4 separate regions of the Mus musculus genome follow, and all the other regions are linked to region 1. The links are chromatin contacts, called in public HiChIP or PLAC-seq and promoter capture Hi-C maps. All regions are on one chromosome and are shown on one strand. Each heading gives the region's core, a stretch centred on a gene start, on an enhancer-like site or on the middle of the called end of the contact. The rest is flanking DNA. Distances are from core to core; before and after follow the strand shown. Region 1 holds the start of Prrt4 (proline-rich transmembrane protein 4). Region 2 holds the start of Atp6v1f (ATPase, H+ transporting, lysosomal V1 subunit F). Region 3 holds the start of Kcp (kielin/chordin-like protein). Region 4 overlaps Tnpo3 (transportin 3).

Region 1 (3,231 bases), core at 143-2,642:
CTCCATCCCCCACCCCCCATCTCTCAAATATCTACTGAGGCCCACTGTATATCAAGCATCGTCCCAGTAATACAGTGGTAAAGAATGCAGACCCTTCCGGTTCGCTCCTGATCCCCACCTCCAGACCCAGCAAGAAACCACTGGTGCACAAGGCCCTCAGAAAGGGCAGGTCACAAGCCTGAGTGATCTGACCTGCAAGGCCATACAGCCAGCGAAGCAGGGTCCCGGGCCTAGCAGAGGCTCTCCGGAGCCTTTCCCCTCTTTCTAGGGGTTTGGCCTGCAGCTACCCTCCCCATGACCTCAGGAGTTTTTGAGGGAGGGACCATTAACCCTTTCTGGCTCCGTAGGAAAGGAGGTCAGGCAGGCAAGCTCGGTAAGGGGCAGCAGCTGCAGAAAGGCTACCCCCCTCCCCAGAACACATCTGGTGGGGGAAGGGAGAATGAACCAGGGACACACGTGCACCCAGTACCCTTACATCACACACACACACACACACAGCCGCACCTAGCACCCGTGACACACTCACCCACGCACCCTTCACACACTCCTGCACATATACACACTCCACCCTGATGCGCCCCTTTCCCTCCTACGTAGGCTCGCTCTCTCTCTCTCTCTCTCTCTCTCTCTCTCTCTCTCTCTCTCTCTCTCTCTCTCTCTGCATATGCAGTCAGCAACACACACAATCCTAACACACTGTACATATACACCACACACCATCATTTCTATCAACCCCATCTCACGCCCCTTACACACCCACCCCTCGCAGGCACACAAGCACACGCGCGTGCGCACACCACACTCCCGCTTCCCCAGTCCAGACCGACGGACCTGCTTCTCTCGCTCGGGCGAGTCCCCGGGGCCAACCCCCGGGAGAAGGGGCACCCTGGCTCAGGGGGCCCCAGCAGGGCAAGGCTCGGCGAGTCTAGCCTGTTCTCCGTTGCGCCCAAAGCCGGGACTCGAGCTCAGAGTCCCCGGATTCCCTTTGGCTTGCCGGGCGATCGCAGCAGCTGCCGGTCTGTCCCCGGCTGGGTCTGCGACCCGCAGCGCTCTTAGCAGGCGGCGGGCGGCCGGGCTGCGCTCGCGATCCGCACTCCGCTCCCTCCCCGCGGCGCCGCCTCCTGGCTGTGAGCCCGGCTCCCCGGCCCAGCGCCCGCGCCCGGGCCCCGCAGCTGCCGGGCTTCTTGCAGCCCTCCCCGCTGCCTCCCGCGCCCTCCCTCCTCTCCCTCCTCCTAGCCCGCCCGCTGTTCGCGGTCCGCCCCTACCCGGGCCGGCAGGCGGGCGCGCACATCAGCGCGGAGCCACGGCCACCTCGCTGCTCCGGCCCCACGCGCACTCATTCACCCAGCGCTGCCAATCAGCTGCGGGAGAGTCGGTGCCTCGTTCTCAGCCTGGCGCTGGCAGCCACAGGCTCGGAGGACAGCCCAACGCACACACCCACAAGCACGCCATTCCCGAGAAACACCCTCAGGCGAGGGCACTGGGCGCGCGCGCGCACACACACACATTCACACGCACACAAGTACGTGCACACATGCAACAGTAGTCTGGCATAGGTTAGTATCCCAAGCAATCAAAATCCACTCCGTTGAACCCTGGATAAAGACTTACTGCTCTCCCTTACAACAATGGGAACAAATGTGTTCCCATTTTAGAGATAGATAAGTCCCCAGAACTTATCAAATTGCTTAAGATTGCTCAGTTTGGCGGAGACTTGAACTCAGTCTTTCTGCTTGCCTTCTTCACCACCTGGTGGTTTGCAAACATACAACCACCGAGGAAGGCCTCCTACGCTTCTTCGCAGGCCAACTGCCAAATGTCAATCCCCATTCATAGCGTCTCCTTTTGCTAAAATCTCTCCAAAATACTCAGCTTCAGAAATATCTGTGGGAGAGAATAGTGAGACAAGCTGGTGTGCGAGGTGGATCACAATTTGTCTCCAATAAGACGTGGTAGAAGAACATAGAAACAAAGAAAGAGCACCCAGCCAGCCTCATGGCACTGCTAGCTAAGAGTACTGAGCAGTCGCTAAGCCTGCTGCACTATCTAAAGGCTGTATTGTTGACTGACAGGATTAAGTGTGGCTTGTTGGAGGCTGAGGCAGGCGGATTTCTGAGTTCGAGGCCATCCTGGTCTACAAAGTGAGTTCCAGGACAGCCAGGGTTATACAGAGAAACCCTGTCTCGAAAAAAAAAAAAAAAAAAAAAAAAAAGTGTGGCTTGTTTGTTAGTCTGGAGTCTCTAAATCCCTTCATGTTTTCTTTCTTCCAAAACGGTGAATTTGATAGAAACGTGCGTGCGGGCGCACATGCGGGCGCTCGCGCGCGCGCGCGCACACACACACACACACACACACACGGAGGGAGGGAGAGAGGGAGGGAGGGAAATGTCTTTAATTCTGTCACTTGGCAGGCAGAGGCAGAAAGATTGAAAGTTTGAGATCAGTCACACTCACAAATTGATACTCTCTCAAACAAACAAACAACTCCAACCAACCAACCAGACAGACAGAAAGGCTGACAGACCAAACTGCAAAAGACTTGCCCATTTTGCTGGGTGTGAAGACAAAAACCCAGCATCACCCTTCAGGTGGTAAAGGCAAAAGGATCCAAGTTCAAGACTGCTGTTGTTGGCCATGGAGGGATTTTTGAGGCCAGCTCAGGCTACCTGATAACCAGCCTCAGTAGACAGGTAGACAAAAGTGAGCTAGTCCTGCCCCAGAAAGCAGAGACATAGCATAATATTTTGGTCAGGGGAAGAGCAGGCAATGTGTTGCAATTCAGAAAGGCATCTGAGACTCATTTTTGGATCACAGAACTCATGCCACCAATAGATTCAAGATCAAATTGGGTCTCCCACCAAGCTCTCAGAGTCCGACTGTGAATCTGGGATTTATCCTGAGTCTCCAAACAAAACACTGGGAAAGCCGTGCTCTAGGAGTCCCTAAAGGAAACCACTACTCTGCCCTTCTCCCCAGGCCACTGGGGGCTGCCTAGAGGCAGTGTGTTAGGATTCAGACTCTAATTTTTTTTCATATGTTTTATAAACGCTATCCCACCGGAGACATTTTCTTTGAATCTCCCTCGTAGAAAGCCTCATTTCTTGCTAATCATGTTCATTTAAAGACTTCTAAGTGGAAAGGCAGAAATAAACATATCCCAGCACATTAAAATTGCAATCTTCCATGACAAAGCAGGCTTATTCCCAAGAATGATATTTTTACAAAGATATT
Region 2 (3,059 bases), core at 118-2,617, 290 kb after region 1:
GGTCACAGTGCCTCTTCACATGTGCTGGTGCCCCTCTCATTCCTAAGACAATATCCCAAGCTGGCCTTGAGCTTGTGCCAATCTTCTTGCTTCAAACCTCCTAAGTGCTAGGATTGTTTCTATGCAATTATCTAAATTTAGGAACTAACATGAGGCCTTGCTTGGTTTCTACAGCACTACATAGTGTCATCATTCATTTGCCTATTTCTTTGGTAATTTAATATATATTCAGTAATTGTTAGCCATGTCATAGTTAGCATGCATGTGTACATCATACCGATTCAGACCTTGACCTTCCAGCTAGGAAATACCTGTTCTTGGACAGTTATGGTAGCCTATGTCTGTAATCCCAGACTGAGGCAAGAGTTGAAACAAACAAATGGACAGGAAATAGTGGTGCATTTCTGTAGTCCCAGCATTCAGGAGGATGATGCAGTAGGACCACTGGCTGCAAGTTCAAGGCCAACCTAGTCTACATTCTGAGTTCCAGGCCAGAAAAGGCTACATATAGCAGGTTTCAAAAAACAAACTACCAAATAAAACCAAAAAAAGGGGGTAGGTAGTTTGGCCTAATCCTAATATTTGGATAAATCTTTTTATAAGATTTATTTATTTCATATATGTGGGTACACTGACACTGTCTTCAGATGGTTGTGAGCCACCATGTGGTTGCTGGGAATTGACCTCAGGACCTCTAGTAGAGCAGTCAGTGCTCTTAACCACCTAGCCATCTTCCAGCCCTGAGACCTATCTTTAAAAAAAAAAAAGCACTGGGTTGACCAGATGAACCTCAAGGTGACTCTCATAGGGTGTATTATGACCTCACAAACTTGTGGCCTGCTCCACTGCCACACTACACCTGCCTCCGAAATCACAAATGTAACAACAAAAAGATGTTTTTTTTTTTTAAGTCAAACAAATCAAGCACACACTGTTCTGTTTTGTGTAATGGCGCAGGCCTATAATACCAGCATTCGGAAAGTAGAAGCAATAGGATCTATCCTCTTCTACACTGCAAGTTCAAGTCCGGCCTGAGATAGGTAACCATCTGTCTCAAAAAAGCCAAAACCAAACTAACGTACACTGAAAAGAAAGAAAAAAAAAGTATGTCCCCTAAAGTCTCGGTCTCTAATAACACTAGGTTCAAAAGGCATTTCTTCCAAGAGAGAAGAAATTAAGGACAGAATGCCAGAGAGAGGCCTGTGACGCTCAGCCTTCTGGGAGACGTAGTTCTGTGGTTTGTGTTTCTGGCCTCTATGGCGCAAGAGTACGCAGATTAAGCGGAGTTCCTGCTAAATGCGCATGCCCGGGAGGCGGGGAACTGCGCATGACTGAAGGGCGGGGTCTCTGCGGGGGCGGGGCATCACAGGTGTTTGGGAAGCGCTCTGCCCGGCGGACAGGATGGCGGGCAGAGGTAAGCTAATCGCGGTGATTGGAGACGAGGACACGGTGACTGGTTTCCTGTTGGGCGGCATAGGGGAGCTAAACAAGAACCGCCACCCTAATTTCCTGGTAGTGGAGAAGGATACCACCATCAATGAGATCGAAGACACTTTCAGGTACGGTAGCCTGTTAGGCCTAAATGGGTCCTTCCGCTTGCTACAAGCACGGGGAGAATTGGTGGCCTGATAACCTGGGTGTCACGTGGTGATGGGGACCGGGATGGTCCCGGAAGTCGTCTGTCCACCCTGAGCAGGGGCCTCCGCCATCTAAGTTCCCTTTTGGGGCTCAGTGGGGTCCGGCCTACCGCAGGTCCACGAACTTTCCCCATCACATGATTGTGTGTCAGTTTAGGAGGGGAGTGGAGCTTATGGTCTGCACCAGCTGTAATTGGACGCCTGGAGCCTCTTGCCAGTGCTGACCGGCTTGTTCAGCCCTCTTCCGGGGTCTCTGTAGCGTATTCTCTGAACCTTAGTCTTTTCGACTAAGAAAACTAACCACCTCCAGCGTAGGTCCGGACAGTGGGCGCGTGTGTGTGTGTGTGTGTGTGTGTGTGTGTGTGTGTATACGCTTCATTTATCTTAGAGGCTTACAATTGTCCTGTAAGGTACTGGTTATTCCCAGTTACTAGTGAGAAAAATAAAGGACAATTGGTTAGGGCACAGGCACATTAGCCATAGGAGGCAGAACCCAGGTCAACTCTTTCTTTTTAATTACGGCGTTTGTGTGTGTCCGTGGGTAGGTGTGCACACATGGAGGTCAGAAGACAACTTGTGGAGTCAGTTTTCTTTCCATGGGCTTTGAGGATTGAACTCAAGTAACAGGGCTTGGATAACAAGCAGCTTTACCTGTGTCTTCTAAGTTACTACCCACTCTGTTTATTCAGCTCCCTGCAGTCTGCCATGGGGCTTCCATTTGTCTTGCGCACAATAAGCAAAACATCTGGGAAGTATGGCCTTCCCCAAAGACTTTGTACTTCAGATCTTCACATCATACCCTGGGTCGTAGTTTTTAAAACTGGGTGCAGGCATTCCTTTTAAGCCAGAAAGTGCACTGTTGACTAGAATTGAGGGTGCCAACTCTCTATTTTTTTTCCTCATTCCTTTTCTAGAATTACTATGCCAAATCTCAGGAATAAACTGCCCTCACCTGTTTCCCCTAAATAGCCCAGTCCAGGGATGCTGGCTGAGACTAGTTCCCACAGCCTGGAGCGTGGCAGGCTCTGACCTGGGAGACTGATCTCTTAGCAAACCAGTAAAGTGACCTCCATTGCCACTGGAGGACAGATCTTACTTCCAAGGATTTACCATGTTTCCAACAGGAAGGGGTCCTAAAATCACCAAGCCAAATCTACTCCATGCTCGACACAAAGTAGGTGCCCAGTGAATGACTTTTAATGAGTAAATACTTAGCTGAATGGGTGTGCATGTCTGTGTGTGGAGGTGATCACATGCGAGGAAGGCCAGAATGACAGTATCTGTCTGGAAATGGTGATTCCTTCATTGCTGAGTTTCCTCTTTCCATCTTGCCTTTGGCTTACAGCAGATGTCCTCCTGGCCCACCCCCTGCCCTAATCAGTATAGATGTGAGGCATCCAGTGGTCTCATTTACCCTATCTC
Region 3 (3,423 bases), core at 518-3,017, 330 kb after region 1:
GATATGTTATGCTAGGATCAAGAGATAACACAGGCTGAAATGAAGACGAGGATGTGGGATGCGTGCAAGAACGAACTGGTGTGTGTATGTCCACGCGTGTCCACTCATCTATACCTGTCAGTAAAGGAGCTGCATGTGGCAGAAGCCAGGAACCCCCATATTGGATGCAGTGGGCTCTGGAAGGCAGAAGCTAGCTGTGCTGTGTTGGCAACAGCATGCAACACTCCAACAGATGCAGCACTCCAGACAGAGAGGGCAGCCTGTCCCTGGGACTAGATAACATTATGTCCAGGAAGGAAGCCCTGGCCTCTGAGCTTAGGCCTGGGGTGGGGCCCAGCTACATTTCTCTTCACCTTATGCCCACTCTCAAGGCAGGAAGGTAGAGGCGAGGGCACCGGCCACAGACATCATGGAGTGGAAGGGTCCCCAGAAGTGCTGACCAAGAAAGGGGCTGAAGGAGATGTCTGGCCTTTCTTTCTCACAGCGGCAACTCAATCAGGAAGAGCTGGAGTAACTGAAAGTCTTTCTCCCAGGGACACTAGGCCTGCGAAGCAGGGGGATGTCACCTGCTCCTTTCTTTCTACTGTCACCATAAAGAGGAGGACGTTCCAGCCCAATTTCCGGGGCTCAATAAATGCCACCCCAACTCTGGGGTTCAGTGCTACTCTCCGGTATCCCTTAGTTCCCACCAGTCTCTGGTTTCCCTCAGTTGTCTCATAATCCACGGCCTCCCCCACCCCCACCCCCATCCCACTGTCTTCACAGAAGCTGAAGAGAAAGTCTCCTACTGCAGTCTGTCCTCTCTCCACAGCACAAGGCGCCAAGCAGCAAGTTAAGACTTCATCTGTCACCACAGCACTGCCCAGCTTTCCACCCCACCGCCATACAGCTCTCCCCACCACAGGTCCCAGCCGGTCTACCTTCACACCACCAGCATCCCATGCATTCTGTTCTCACCTTGTCCCCAGAAATTGGCACTGTCTTGACATGGTCTCCCTGCCCAACTTCCATCCACAAGGATGATGCTCGCGGGCGGGGTCTCAGTATCTGAAACCCCAAGCGTGACCTCCTCTAGCGACCCAACCCTTAAAGCCCCAGCACCCAACCAGCTCCTCCCGCTTTGCTTAAGCAGGCACAACGGAGGGGGCCGAGGAGCCATTCAGGGTGTCCTCTTGGATCCCCAGCTGAAGACAGGCTCAGTCCCTTTTCCTGGAAGATCTGCAGAAAGTCCTGGAAGTGGCACGAATCTGGTTGCTCCCCAGAAACTGTCTTCAGGTTTCCCCTTACCCTCCTCCTACTCTGCTTTTGCAGAGACCAACCATAAGTGCAAGCCGGACAGGACTAAGTCATTTCCCACAGAGAGCGCTCCCCTCCCCCTCTCCTCAATACAAATAATTAACTTCAGATACTCAGATGCCAGGACAGCCTCTGCTTCACCGCTACTTAGGACTCCTTGGCAGGGACCACAGAAGGACCCGGCCCAGTTCAGCAATCCCTGTCTGGCCGCCCTGCCCCCACCCTGCTCGCCCACCGACGGGGAGGACGGAGAGAGAGCACCAAGGCCGGCCAGCGACGCGCAACCCAGGCGGGGATGGAGAAGTGGTCTGGCCCGGTCCGACGGTCTGCTGGGCTGAGCCATAAGTTGGGGCACACCCAGGACGCTCCGACTCACCCCGCGCGGCCAGCGCCAGGCTCCCGAGGTGCAGGAGCAGTGGTAGCAACGCCGCCCGAGCCCCCGCCATGCTCGCTCGACCCGCCTCGCTTTAGGTCTGTGCTCAGCCGGCGCTGCGGGAGGCGGGGTGCGGAGACTCAAGCCGCCGCCCACCCAGTCTTTGTTCAGGGAGGGCTCCGCGGTTCTCCGCCCCTTGGTGCCCGCTCCCCTATCGCACCTAGGGCTTCTCACCCCACCCCACCCCAATCCACCCCACCCCACCCCGTTCCCCTGAGGATCCTGACCCATAGCAGTCTTCCAAGCTCTGCAGGAAGTTGGGTGCGGGGTAAGCGACCAGGAGCAACCATGTCCCTGCCCTTTGGGGTTGCTCATCCTCTAGGGGGTCCCAGTGACAGTCCCAGTGACTTTACTTCCACCTCATGGGCTTATGGGAACAGAAGGCTGAGCTGGACTGAAAACCCTCTGCAAGGGGCTGGAGAGATGGTTCAGTGGTTAAGAGCATTTGCTGCTCTTGTAGAGGACTTGAGTTCCGTTCATAGCACCCACGTGGCTGCTCACCATCATCTATAATTTCTATTTCAGGGAATCCAACGCCCACCTCTGACCTCCCCAGCACCAGGCACGTATGTGATGTATGTTAACATAGTTCTCTCTCGTCCTTGCTTGCTTCCTTCCTTCCTTCCTTCCTTTCTCTCTTTCTTTCCTTCTTTCTTTTGTTCTGTTTTATTGGGCTCGTATACCTGTTTCCCTTCCAACCTTTGCTCCACCCTAATCCCGTCTAAGCCCCCCAAACTAAATATATAACCCCTAACTTCCCGCAGGGCCTCTGTTATCCCGTTTATAAGCAGTGGAACCAGCATCCACAGTACAGTGAGCAGCAGACAAAGTCACCTAAATTAAGAATCCAGGGAGCTGAACTGCAAGAAGCCTGCTATGGAAATTGGTGTGGTGGCATACACCCGCAATGCCAGCTTTCCCAGTTGAAGCAAGGAGATGGGAGGATTCAAGGCCACCATAAGCTACAAGAGCAGGTTTGAGACCAGCCTGGGATATGTGAATGAAATCTTAAATGAAACACAAACACACACACACACACACACACACACTGGGAGGGGAGGGGTTGTCAGATGGTAAGAACTCAGAACAAACAACAGTCAGTGTTGATTAAAAGCACCCACTCTTCACTTCCACATCTCTCTCCTGGAGCCCACCGACCACATCTACACCAGATGCAGGCCAAATGCCCAGCCTCCCTTCTCTGGCTGGCTGGGCTCCTTTTCCAAAGTCTGGACTCAGGGCTCAGCAGGAGTAGGAAGCCCTGGGCTTACTTCAGGGGAGGAGCCCAAAGTGAGGAAATAGGAAAATGGTCCAGAGCCTAGGACTGGGAAACAGCTCTGTGCAGCTGGGAAGGCAGGATGGGGCCCCATGTTCACAGCAGAGGGACACGGAGGGTGGGGCTGTAAATCCAGCCAAAGAAGTCCCTGCCTTGGCCTTGAAGACCTGGAATGTGAAGTCACCCTTCCCCAGCTGGGGCAGGGCAGGAACTGAAGGTCTCCCTCTGGAGTCAAGGCTTGAGTAAAAGAGGGCAGGGTCTCTTCGCAGATGTGAGGGCCCCTCTTGGGGCTAAGCAGTTTGCAGCAGGCGGAGGGGAGACTGTGACTAAACCTTTCCCCTGTGACTTGGAGCTAGGGTCACTCAGCAAAGGAAAAGCCAGAGCCAATGGAAGCCAACGGAACTAGGAACTAGCAGCT
Region 4 (3,052 bases), core at 25-2,524, 370 kb after region 1:
TTTCTCCACCATAAACATGTAATGGATCAACTATACCCTCCATCTGAGCTATATCCCTGGTACTTAACAAGCTTTACTAATAATGGTACATTTTTGAGTCTATTTCAAAGTAAACCATGTGCTAAATAAGGAAGCAGCCAAGTATGTGTGCAAGCTCATGCCATTCATTTTCCCACTGCCAGGATGGAGGGCAAGGAGCCTAGCACAGGCTGGTGTATGGTGTGATATTACAAAGAACTAAGAGGCCCATGAATCATTTATTATCCTAATATCCTACATGTTTGAAATTGTACCCCTTTTGAGATCTTTTCAATTAAACCTAGATGGACAAATACCCCTATCTCTATCCTCTTTTTTGAGAGTAAGAAAAAGAGCACTGAAATTAAATTGTTGAGCATGGTGGTGATTGCCCTTAGTCCCAATGCGTGTGAGGCAGAGACAGGAGGATCTCCATGAGTTTGAGGCTAGCAAGTCCTAGGCCCAGTCATGGCTACATAGGGAGACCCTGTCTCAAAAAACCAAAACCAACCAACCAACCAAACCCCCAAATAAAGTAAGTAAGTAAGTAAATAGGGTTCAAATATAAGAGAACTGTGGTGAATAGCAAAGTTAAGTGTTGTGGTTTAAGTAAGTCTGGCCCCTATAGGCTCATATAGTTCAATGCCTAACCACCAGTGGGTGGATCTGTTTGAAAGGATTAGAAGGACTAGGAGGCATGGCCTTGTTGGAGGAAGTGTGTTATGGAGTGAGGGTGGGGCGAGCAATTTTGAGGTTTCAAAAATCCCATTCAAGGTCCAGGCTTTCTCTCCCTGCTGCCTGTGAATCAGGATGTAAAGTTCTCAGCTCCAGGCCATGCCTGTATATATGCTACTATGCTCCCTGTGGTGTTTGAACAAGAATGCCCCCTATAGACTCATAAACTTGAATGCTCACTATTTGAAAGGATTAGAATTAAGAGCTGCGGCCTTGTTAGAGGAAGGGTGTCAGTGGGGATGGGTTCTGAGGTTTCAAAGCCCGTGCCAAGTACAGCATGTTTGACTCTCTCTGCGTATGGATCAGGGTGTAGAACTCTCAGCTGATTCTCCAGCACCATACCTGCTTACATGCTGCCATTCTCTCCATGATAATGAACTAACCAGCAAGTAAACACTTAAAAAAAAAGAAAGAAAGAAAGAAAGAAAGAATTGTCTTGGTCATGGTGTCTTTTCACAGCTATAGAACCAGGGAGTGGGGCATTGCTGTGATAGGTGTAACCTTAGTTGGAAGAATATGGAAGACTCTGGGACTTAGAAGACGAAAATTGGTTGGACACTTTAAGCAGGGCTTAATGGGCCATCGTAGCAGGAATGTGGAAGACAGTTGAGAGAAATGTAGACTATGACAGCAGGGCTCAAGAGGTTTCAGAGGAGGAGAGTATTAAGTGGCCTAAAGAATGCTCTTGTGATATGTTGGTTAAGAATGGGTCTATTTTCTTCTCTTGTCCAAAAAAGTCTGCCTGAGATGAAATTGGGGAGTTTTGGATTATCAGCAAAATTACTATTGACTGTGGGTGGTGATCAGTGGTCCCCCTTAAGCAGAGGACAAAAGAGAGCAGCAGGAAGTGTAAAGGAGTGAAGTCCAATGCTCAAGAGATAAAAGGTTTAAAGAAAAACCAGATGCTAAACGGAATAAAGGGAGTGGTGGCCTCAGGACAAGAGCCCACCCAGCTAAGCTTCCAACCTGGGAAAAGAAATTAAAGAAAAGCTTTAGCACTGAAGGAAACCATCAACAGAAAGCTGATACAAATGCATTTGAATTAGGGAATCAATTACCAGCCCCAGCTAGCAACACTTGGCAGCTTCAACCACCACTTTTGAGTCTAAAGCTGGATCTGGCTTTAGACTCAAGGATACAAGATGGGGTTGTGGAATCTTCCTCCTCAGTTAAGAAAAGCCATTGAGGCCGGACATCTGTGAGGAGTGTCCCTGGATGATGGCCCAGAGAGGCCACTGCATGAGGCTGTGGAGGTGAAGCATGGAATGTGTTGGAGACCCCAGATATTGGAGATGTCAGAGTCAGGTGATACCTGCAGAGGAAAACTGCTAACAGGGTCCACACCTGGAATCATGGGGGGGAGGGGGGGGAAAGGAGGGGGGAGGGAGAGTTTGCAATCAACAAAGCTGAAAGGAACTGGAGATCTGAAGAGTGCTTTGACATCTGACATGCAGATGAATAATTTGAGTTTGCCCAGCTGCTTTTTGGTCATGTTTTAGTCCAGCATCTCCTCACAGTGCTCCTCTTCCTCCCTTCTGGAACAGTAGTGCATATCCTGTGCCACTCAATACTGGAAGTATGTGATCTGCCTTTTCATCTTGATTTTATGAGGGGTTACAGTTAAGAGACTGCCACGAGTCTCAGAAGAAATTCTGGACTTGTAAGCAGTCTATGAAGACTTGTCAAGAGATGGTGAAAGACTATGGGGACTTCGGAAGTTGAACTGAATGCATTTTTTACACTATGATATGGTTATAAGCCAATGGGGCCCACGTGATAATGGGCCTTCTGAAACTGTAAGCAAGTCCCAAATTAAATGCTTTTCTTTATATGAGTTCATTGATCAGAACAGTGACTATGACAGTAAGAGTGGCCTGGGTCTCTAATTACCTCCACCTTTGTCCCCAATCCTACCAGTGACTGACCTATGTGGCAAGAACTCCAGCTAATTTTGAACTTAAATGTCCTTGGTGGGTAAGCCCACAAAAAAGCATCTTAAAAGTTAGTCCGTTTTCTTATCTCTGTTCTCACAGCACTGCAGCATTGACTAGTCTCTGGTCCCTGATTTTACTATTATTTTTCTAGGTTCCATTTTCTATATTCTAGTCCCATAATTCAAATTATTCTCCCAAATAAGTTTATGGTCACTCTTCCTCAAGACTTAATCTTTTTATTTGGTGTCTTGGTAGGTAATGACAACCTGAGCGTCGAGATACTCCATCTGGTCTCTCGTTCCAAAATCAACACTCTCCATGTTCAGCACCAATTTTTTTTTTAGCTTTCACATGTCATGGTAGAC

Evidence for each region. Promoter capture Hi-C pulls out the DNA fragments that hold promoters and counts their contacts. HiChIP or PLAC-seq counts read pairs in DNA pulled down with a chosen protein or histone mark.
Region 2: a contact with region 1 is called in an HNF4G HiChIP or PLAC-seq map of pancreatic cancer cells. The contact joins the promoter of Atp6v1f here to the promoter of Prrt4 in region 1. A contact is called at or near these places in 2 of 39 promoter capture datasets (neural stem cells and pre-B cells), 2 of 115 datasets of contacts at active chromatin or transcription factors (memory CD8 T cells and pancreatic cancer cells) and 1 of 9 other capture datasets (liver).
Region 3: a promoter capture Hi-C map of embryonic stem cells shows a contact between it and region 1. The contact joins the promoter of Kcp here to the promoter of Prrt4 in region 1. A contact is called at or near these places in 15 of 39 promoter capture datasets (the 3T3-L1 cell line, 3T3-L1-derived adipocytes, the C10 cell line and 6 more), 4 of 484 Hi-C or Micro-C datasets (brown adipocytes, embryonic stem cells and large pre-B cells), 6 of 115 datasets of contacts at active chromatin or transcription factors (craniofacial prominence, embryonic basal ganglia, embryonic forebrain and 3 more) and 3 of 9 other capture datasets (adipose tissue, embryonic stem cells and pancreatic islet).
Region 4: a contact with region 1 is called in an H3K27ac HiChIP or PLAC-seq map of embryonic stem cells, with 2.1 times the contacts expected there. The contact joins the enhancer-like site here to the promoter of Prrt4 in region 1. A contact is called at or near these places in 2 of 39 promoter capture datasets (the 3T3-L1 cell line and hippocampal neurons), 1 of 15 datasets of contacts at CTCF or cohesin (pro-B cells), 5 of 484 Hi-C or Micro-C datasets (cerebral cortex, cortical neurons, embryonic fibroblasts and 1 more), 6 of 115 datasets of contacts at active chromatin or transcription factors (bone marrow-derived macrophages, embryonic midbrain, embryonic stem cells and 2 more) and 1 of 9 other capture datasets (adipose tissue).

The regions. Positions count from the first base shown.
Region 1 is chr6:29,178,192-29,181,422 of GRCm38.p6, forward strand. It overlaps Prrt4 (proline-rich transmembrane protein 4), which reads right to left and starts at 1,393. Exons shown (of 5, transcript NM_001101443.1): 1 at 1,266-1,393.
Region 2 is chr6:29,466,416-29,469,474 of GRCm38.p6, forward strand. It overlaps Atp6v1f (ATPase, H+ transporting, lysosomal V1 subunit F), which reads left to right and starts at 1,368. Exons shown (of 2, transcript NM_025381.2): 1 at 1,368-1,559. The coding sequence starts at 1,402.
Region 3 is chr6:29,506,185-29,509,607 of GRCm38.p6, forward strand. It overlaps Kcp (kielin/chordin-like protein), which reads right to left and starts at 1,768. Exons shown (of 38, transcript NM_001029985.4): 1 at 1,673-1,768. The coding sequence starts at 1,742. Gm26627 (a long non-coding RNA gene) reads left to right here and starts at 988. Exons shown (of 3, transcript XR_868831.3): 1 at 988-1,767; 2 at 2,255-2,703.
Region 4 is chr6:29,544,482-29,547,533 of GRCm38.p6, forward strand. All of the region lies in intron 21 of Tnpo3 (transportin 3), which reads right to left. Among named protein-coding and RNA genes, the nearest start is that of Irf5, 19 kb to the left of the region's middle. Within about 2 kb of position 1,275, at least 3 of the 459 cell types and tissues checked have an H3K27ac peak or open chromatin away from gene starts, as enhancers often do. A contact at or near this core is called in embryonic stem cells, where this site is marked.